3 separate regions of the Mus musculus genome follow, and regions 1 and 3 are each linked to region 2. A link is a contact called in public Hi-C and promoter capture Hi-C data. All regions are on one chromosome and are shown on one strand. The core of a region is the stretch at or near the end of the contact, and the rest is flanking DNA. Distances in the headings are between cores, read along the strand shown.

The links. A called contact is a pair of places that touch in the nucleus more often than the background predicts. Capture Hi-C pulls out chosen DNA fragments and counts their contacts.
Region 1: a contact with region 2 is called in a Hi-C map of CD4 T cells, with 4 times the contacts expected there. The contact joins the enhancer-like site here to the promoter of Glipr2 in region 2. A contact is called at or near these places in 2 of 484 Hi-C or Micro-C datasets (CD4 T cells and nephron progenitors), 1 of 115 datasets of contacts at active chromatin or transcription factors (embryonic stem cells) and 3 of 9 other capture datasets (adipose tissue, liver and pancreatic islet).
Region 3: a contact with region 2 is called in a promoter capture Hi-C map of pancreatic islet. The contact joins the promoter of Reck here to the promoter of Glipr2 in region 2. A contact is called at or near these places in 2 of 484 Hi-C or Micro-C datasets (embryonic stem cells and nephron progenitors), 4 of 115 datasets of contacts at active chromatin or transcription factors (embryonic stem cells and memory CD8 T cells) and 2 of 9 other capture datasets (adipose tissue and pancreatic islet).

What each region holds. Positions count from the first base shown.
Region 1 is chr4:44,058,503-44,061,202 of GRCm38.p6, reverse strand. Gne (glucosamine (UDP-N-acetyl)-2-epimerase/N-acetylmannosamine kinase) reads left to right here. Exons shown (of 12, transcript NM_001190414.2): 3 at 976-1,427. Among named protein-coding and RNA genes, the nearest start is that of Gne, 13 kb to the left of the region's middle. Within about 2 kb of position 1,347, at least 10 of the 459 cell types and tissues checked have an H3K27ac peak or open chromatin away from gene starts, as enhancers often do.
Region 2 is chr4:43,956,380-43,959,079 of GRCm38.p6, reverse strand. Glipr2 (GLI pathogenesis-related 2) reads right to left here and starts at 1,378. Exons shown (of 5, transcript NM_027450.3): 1 at 1,307-1,378. The coding sequence starts at 1,319. It overlaps Gm30377 (a long non-coding RNA gene), which reads left to right. Exons shown (of 4, transcript XR_881223.2): 2 at 1,594-1,690; 3 at 2,697-2,700.
Region 3 is chr4:43,874,137-43,876,836 of GRCm38.p6, reverse strand. Reck (reversion-inducing-cysteine-rich protein with kazal motifs) reads right to left here and starts at 1,307. Exons shown (of 21, transcript NM_016678.2): 1 at 1,132-1,307. The coding sequence starts at 1,231.

The DNA.
Region 1 (2,700 bases), core at 98-2,597, 100 kb before region 2:
AACCACATGGGGGCTCACAACCATCCGTAATGAGATCTGACTCCCTCTTCTGGAGGGTCTGAAGACAGCTACAGTGTACTTACATGTAATAAATAAATAAATAAATAAATCTTTAAAAAAAAATGAAGTTATGACTCAGTAAAATGGAGGGAACTGTCGAGAATTACATAGAGTAAAATAAGCCAGGTTTGGAAAGACAGGTGGCCTGTTTGCTTTCTCATATAGAACATAGATTTGAATTAATATATAAGTATGTATTTGTTATATGCACAGATATGAGAGTAGACAGTAGGCCGAAGAGAGGGGACAGGAGAGGGCCGTAGACTCCGTGTGATGTGAAAGCAGAAGGGACTACGAAGGAGTGGGGGCGGGGGGAGCGAGCGTAAGAACACAGTATAATGATGTTGTGTGTAAAGTGTCATGATGACCCCATTGTTTTCTTGCATACTAACTAAAGAAATCATTTTAAAAGTTAAAAGAAATGTATAGTATACTGCCATGCCAGGCATCCTGGTACCCTGCTTCTTGTTTTATTAATTAATTAATTGTTAAAAAACAAAACAAAACAAAAACCCTGTGTTTTGGAAACTTTCCCCCCTATTAAAATGCCAATTGATTCTTGGAAAAAAAAAGCAGATGAGTAATAAAAAAGTAAAAGGCCTGACCATTATTAAAAGTCAAACTTTGTTCTGCCCTCAAAGAAAATTCCCCCCTCCTGGTGCTGCCCCGGAGCCACACAGCTGAGCGTTCCAGGGAAGGCTTTCTCTTGATCCGAGCGACAGCCACTGGCTTTTTATGTGACAATGTGAATCCTGAATAAATGCAGTTATGGTCTTTGCTCACTATTTACAGCTTATACTTCAAAGTAATTACTTGTTTTAGCAAGAAAAAAGTAAGCAAGTATCTCACTTCAGGGCTAGCATTGTTGCCTTCTTATATAAGAACACGGTGTCCCGTCTTGTTGCTCCTGTTTAGAAACACATACCGCATGATTGAGCAAGATGACTTTGACATTAACACCAGGCTCCACACGATTGTTAGAGGGGAAGATGAAGCGGCCATGGTAGAGTCGGTAGGCCTAGCGCTCGTGAAGCTACCGGACGTCCTCAATCGCCTGAAGCCCGACATCATGATTGTTCACGGAGACCGATTTGACGCCCTTGCTCTGGCTACGTCTGCTGCCTTGATGAACATCCGCATCCTTCACATTGAAGGAGGCGAGGTCAGCGGGACCATTGATGACTCTATCAGACACGCCATAACAAAACTGGCTCACTACCATGTGTGCTGCACTAGAAGTGCAGAGCAGCACCTGATCTCTATGTGCGAGGACCACGACCGCATCCTGTTGGCAGGCTGCCCTTCCTATGACAAACTGCTCTCCGCCAAGAACAAAGACTATATGAGCATCATTCGGATGTGGCTAGGTATGTATTCAAACTTTATTCAGGTTAATGGTTGTTTTGCCACAAAGTATTGGGCATATTTCAATCTCTCTGGAAACACATGGACACAGTATTCTATTAGCAGCCAGAGAGCTAAGACTTTTGCGGCATAGTTCTTGCCTTGCATTGTATATTTACCTCCAAGTTTATCTATAAAGTAGACATGCTGGATTGAATTTTAAAATGTTGTACATGGAGTGCTTTTACTCCTTAGGTATTTTAAATACTTTAGTATTTTAGTAAATGATATTCATACGGGTAGTTCTTAAAAATTAATTTTATTATTGTGTGTGCATTTGCACATGTGTATGTGTTTAAATCATGATGTGCATATATAGAGTCTAAGGACAGCCCTAAGTCAGTGTGTTCTTCCACAGTGTGACCTAGGGGTTGAACTCGGGTCAGCAGACATGAACACTTAACCCGATGGCCTTCTGCTGGTTTTGTCTGTTTGTTTTTCTTTTCTTTCCTTAATTAATTAATTATTTTAATATATATGACTACACTGTCATTATCTTCAGACACACCAGAAATGGGCATCAGATCCCATTACAGATGGTTGTGAGCCACTGTGTGGTTGCTGGGAATTGAACTCAGGACATCTGGAAGAGCTGTCAGAGCTCTTAACTGCTGTGCCATCTCTCCAGCCCTCCCCCACCATCAACATCTTTTTTTCCCTCCTGCATCTACTTCCTTAGTGCTAGGATTGCACACACATGATAGATACCATACCTGTCCGTGGGCACAGCTCTTACTTTGTCAACAAATGGGAAAAAGGACAAGGAGATGGCTCACTGGGTCAGAGGTTTGGCTTACAAGCATGAAGACCTGAGTCGGATCCCTAAGAACGCACATAAAAAAGCCAGCTGTGGTGCTGCACCCTTGTCCTGGCCATCCTGCTTAATTGGTAAGCTTCTGATTTGGTAGGAGAGACTGTCTCAGGAGGAAGGTGGAGTACAGTTGAAGAAGACAGCCAGTGTTGCCCCCTGACCTCCACATGTACACAGGCGTGCACATGTGTACACAGGCGTATAGGTTGGGAGTAAGCTATAACATTGTATAATATGATGTCATTTCTGTACCAGCTAGAAAGTATGTAAACCTAGTTCCTTATATATTCTTTTCCAATGTGAGGTTAGGGTACCTTGACGTTTTCTGCCTTTGATTTTTTATTATAATGGACACTTGTTGTTCTCCCTGTGTGTGTGTGCATGTGATATATGTTCACACAAGTGTGCACGTGTGTGTGGAGGCC
Region 2 (2,700 bases), core at 129-2,628:
AGGTCCTGGAGGATAGACAGCTCCATGAAGGGACTCAGCCATCCTCACCTGAGGCTGACAGCCCACTGACTCCACTGAGTAGTTGTCAACCTGTGGGCTGCGACCCCCTGGGGTTGGTGACTGCCCCCCCCGGGGGGCCACACATCATATAGTATTTATATTCCGAATCATAATATCAAAATTACAGTTATGAAGTAGCAACAATGTAATTTTATGGTGGAAGGCGGGTCGCCAGAAGGTGAGGGACTGAATTAAAGGGTTGTAGCATCAGCAAAGTCGAGAGCCTCTGCTTTAGAGCCTCCCATGAGGCACGGATGATATTCTAATAAATAGGAAGCCTTGATGCCCACGAGGGAGGAAACTGAGGCAAGAAGATCTATTGCCCACCTGTCCCTTATCTATGCAGGAGTGACAACAAATGACACAGGGTGTGGGCTGTCCCTCTGAAGGAGGAGGGAGAGATTATGGATGGGACCCCCTGCTATCACAGGAGTTGAACACAGAAGGATGGGAAGGGTTTCAGGCTGGATGATGGGAGTAGTGAAGACTGGACCGGGACACGGAGGGGAAAGGACCTGAGTGCCTGCCTGCCAGCCAGCGCAGCTGTGTGGCAGAGGGGGTGCTGTCAGTGGCCAGAGAGCCGACAATGGGGTGGAAGGTGACAAAAACAAGGAGCGACAGGAAAACGGCTTTTCAGAAACGTAAACTTTACAGCCACAGGAGTGAGGGTGGGCGGCAGCAGGGCAGAGATCACAGGGGAAGTAGCTCTGCACAGCACCCAGCCTGGCACGGAGGGGCCTCAGGAGGTGAGCGAGAAGGAGACGAAAAGGAGTCTCAGAGCTGCCTTTAGTTGGGTGGAACCAGACTAGTTGCTTCGCAGCCTGGGATGCTGCCACGGTTTGGTGTCTTTTTCCCACTGTAACTTTGTCTTCCTCTGGACAAAGCATAGCCACGCCTAGGCAGGCTCAGCTATCCCCATCAGCGCTTAGAAACCCTCGCTGACGCAATCCCTGGCTCGCAGCCAAAGGGACCCTCCATCTCATTCCCCTCATTCTTTCTCTCCTAGCCGGTGTTCTTACCGCTACCTCCGCGCCACCCACCCCACCCCCTGGTTGAACCAGAAACAGCCGCTCCTCGGAACTTTGCTATGCGCGCTCTCCATCCCGCACCCAGGGATCCCGCATTGCAGCGAGAGTGACAGGGACTTTCCAGGGGCTCCCAGGGGATCATGCTCCAGATGGGGCAGGGTGACGGCGAGGGTCTAGGCGTCATCCCCGCTCCCCGGAGGGCCGTATGGGTGGCTCACCTGATTTGCCCATGGCCTGCTGTGTGCGCTCCTCCGCTCCGCTGCGGCTGCGTTGCGCTGCGCTGGCTAGCGGGGTCCCAGCAGCTGGCCGGGGCCGGGAGGGGCAGGGGCGGCCACAGCCACTCCCCCGGCGCCGCCCGGCCCCGCCTTATAAGGCAAAGGCAGCTGCAGGCGGAGGCGCAGGGGGCCACCCCTAGAATTCATTTGGCCGGGTGGGATTCCGCCGCTGGCTAGGGCGGTCCAGATGTGGATACGAATGCTGATTCTGAGCGTGCCTTGTCTCCTAGAGCAGCAAGTGCGCGCGCAAGACCTAGGGGCGTCCACGCCTTCCCTGTAGTTCCCCACGGTTCCCGCGCGACCGACGCCTGGAGAAGGCCTGGTGAGGTACGGTTCCCTCCGGCGCCACCAGGGGTCGGTAACCTCCCAGACTCAGTCTTTGGCAACACCACCCCCTCCCAGATCCCCAAAGTTCTGCTTCCCCTTCCCAGTGACACCATGCTCCAATCGCAGCTTCTTAGGACCCTGTCCCGCTATGCATCCCCAGGTTGTAACTGAACACTTTCCGGCCCTCCAACTCCAACCGCCCCAGGGTGGTGCCGCTGCCCGACTTGGACCTATCCTCTTGAACCCCACTGCCTTTGAGACCAACCCAAATTCCCCACCTGAGTTTGGATCCAGCACCCCCACATGTTGGCGTCATCTAAACCGAGACCCCCTGGTTAATTCAAAACACATTTTTCTCACCATAAAAAGTTAATGATTCACAGATTACAAGGACACTTTGCCTCCCCCTCCCTGGATACATATATATTTAAAAGATACATTTATTTGGGCCAGACATGGTGGCTCATGCCTTTATTCTTAGCACTTGGGAAACAGAAGCACGCAGATCTCTGTGAGTTAAGATTGGCCTGGTCTAAACAGTGAGACTTTACCTTTGTGCCCTACATAGCCGAGAATGATTTTAAAGTTCTGATCTTCCTGCTTCTACCTCCCTAGTGCTGTGACCACAGACACCCCCAGCAGTACCTATTTCTATGAATTTAAATGTATTTTACTTTTAGGTTATTGTTTGTCAGATGGAGTCTCGGTGTACCTCCCATTGTAGGTCAGGTCTGTACCACCACACCTGGCCAGACCCTGCAGCACGGAGCTCAGATGTATCCAGTAGGTTAGCGCAGAGCTAAATGCACGCCCGCCCACGCCCACCCCCCAGCCATTCCCTCTCTCCATGGCCAGCAAATACACTTCCCACATCCTAGCACTTCCAAGCAGGAGTAGAGTGGATACTGGTACTCATCTGACTTAAACGAGCTTTTAGTGCTGGGTTGGGATTCTGACTCTGTTCAATTCTCTGTTCCATTTTGCCGACAAATTCCGATGGAAATAGTCAA
Region 3 (2,700 bases), core at 58-2,557, 82 kb after region 2:
CAGTATTCTTTCGTCCCTTTTCTATTGGTTTCCTTACTAGTTTATAGTTAAATTTAGAATTCAAATAATTAACTAATCCCAGGTTCCTGTCACAATCTTCTTCAAATGCCTTCCTTTAAAATAAATAAATAAATAAATAAATAAAGCATCAACCAAAACTCCTTAATTTTAACTTCTCAGGCTTTCTTGAAAACTTCCTTGAGACTGGGTATGTTTTTCCCCTGAGTGCCTCTCCCTGTAAGCAACACACTCCTCCGTTACTTTTGTTATAAAAATTCCATTCATCTTTCGATGGCTAGTATAGGTAGACACTCGGTTTTTCTCATCTTCTAGGTGAATGTCAACGTTCCTCTGTGCACATGCAGCCCCACCCGCATCTCTCCTCTGAACCTGTCTGCCTGAATTCAAACTGCTTAGCGCTCCTGTCTTCCACCACCTATCAGCCTGAGGTGTCCCGGGAAGCACGAGTTCGTGTCACATCCGAACGCTGAGCAAGCGCAGGAAGGACAATCCTAAGCGGTCAAGCTTTCCATCCATCTCTGGTGCAACTGCTTTAACAGAGCCCTAGAACACACCTCTCTCCCGAAGCCAAGCCGCCACGGGGTGATTTATCGATGTGTAGTCAACCCCCACCCCACCTTACCCCATCCCCCAGCCGGGTCTCAGACCCACGGTGCACCCGCCAGGCAACCTTGTGGACCCTATCAAAGTTCACCGCCACTCAGGCCAAGTCAGTCAAATTAACAAGTGACAACAACTGACTGGGCAGCAGCAGGGGAGCTGCACCTACGTATCCCTTCCGCCCAGCGGTGCTATCCGGAGCCCAGGCACCTCCCTGTTTTCTGACAGGGACCCTGGCCAGGGACCAGGGTCCGGCAGGGCAAGGGGCCCCTGTCTGGGAGGTGACAGAACAAGGCCTCGAACCCCAGTCACCACCCCAGGGTTCGCAAGATCTTCAGGGAGAAGAAGACGAGGGCGGAGAGCGGCCTCCGGGTCGGGCTCCAGCCCGGCGTTCCTGACCGCCGCCCGCGGGTCTGGGGGCACGCGCACCCCGCCCCCGGCTCCGCGCCATCTTGGAGCGCTGAGGCACTCCTCAGGACCGCCCCGATCGTGGCTCCCGCGGCTACTCACCCGCGCTGCCCGGGGCCAGGCCCCCCGTCACCTCCGCGACCCCCGCCGCGGCCAGCAGAAGTAGCAGCGCGCTGCGCGGGGAGGCCCGGACGCTCGCCATGTCCGGGCCGGGTGGGTCCGAAGCCGCGGGATGCTCGGACCCAGCCTGGCCGTAGCAACCCCTGGCACCAGGCCCCGCCCCCGGCGCCTTGGCTCTCTGGTGATTGGCTGCGGCTCGCTGAAGCCCCGCCCCGGCCGCTCAGAGTTTTCAAAACCTCCCGGGGGGCGGCAGCGCGCCCTGGACCCTGGCTCTTTGTTATGGGCCAGCTGTGTGTCGCCTTCGGACTCGGGCTCCCGGGCTGCGGTCTTCAAACGGGAAGTCAGAGGCTGGAGACCCCTGTGGAATGCCTCTGTCCCGTGTCGGGGCACATAGGGGGTGGGGAGCCCGCAGCTCAGGGGCGACTGGCCTGCCGAGATCACTCTGCAGGTCCGTCTGATTTGCAAGGGCTAAGTCAAAGCTGAACTGTAGGGCGTGCACCCCTAGTTGAATCCTCCAGAACACTCTTACTATCCTGTCCAAAGGCTGCCTCGACCTAAAGAAGGCGTGTTACCTGGCCTCCCCTCAAAGCCAAAGGGCTCTGCTGAGGGCACGGATTCACAGGCTGGCTTCGCTGTTAATACCTATTGCACTCAGAGAAAGGGTCAGGGCAGCCTGTATGACTAGACTTAGAGAGCCTTGAAATTCAGAATTGGTTCGAGAGGATTTGGAGATGAATCTTTGAGCAGCTACTCCGGAGAATGTTCCAGAGGACCTAGGAATCAAAGCGAATTCATTGTGGAGAAACGCCCCCCACCCCCCACCCCCCCCTTTTTCCTGGCTACCTGGCCCTTGAACAGATAGCTCGTCCAGTTTAGAGACTTGCTGTTCAGAAGTGAAGCCAATTGCTTATTTCCAGATTCCTCTATTCAGGTCACTAACAGCAGCTTTCTCCTGCGACAGATGGTAACTATGACTGTAATGAAAAGAACAAAGTCTTGACACCCTCCTCGAGTCCAGATTGTACACTACTCCCGACTAGCCCCGTGTCTGTGGGTGAGGACATTTTTACTTCTGAGCCTCCCCCCCACCCCAACCCTCATGCTGGCCTTCTTGATAAGATTAATGAACGTATTGTGTTTATTTACTTATTTTGAAGACAGGATCTCATACAGCTCAGGCTGACCTTGAGTTTACAATGAAGCCAAGGCTGGCCCTGATTTCCTGATCAAGCGCACAGGAACCCAGTCTCATATTGTATTTAGAATGTCTCAGACAGTGCTTGACCCAGTGAATAATTGAGATATCTGAACTCAGGCCATGGGGCTAACTGGCTGAACGTATTTCCCACTCTGCCCCTACTACTTTGTGCTTCTTCAAAACAACAGACTTTCTTTATTAAAAACACTGAGGACAAGCCGGGCGTGGTGGTGCATGCCTTTAATCCCAGCACTTGGGAGGCAGAGGCAGGTGAATTTCTGAGTTCAAGGCCAGCCTGGTCTACAAAGTGAGTTCCAGGACAGTCAGGGCTATACAGAGAAACCCTGTCAACA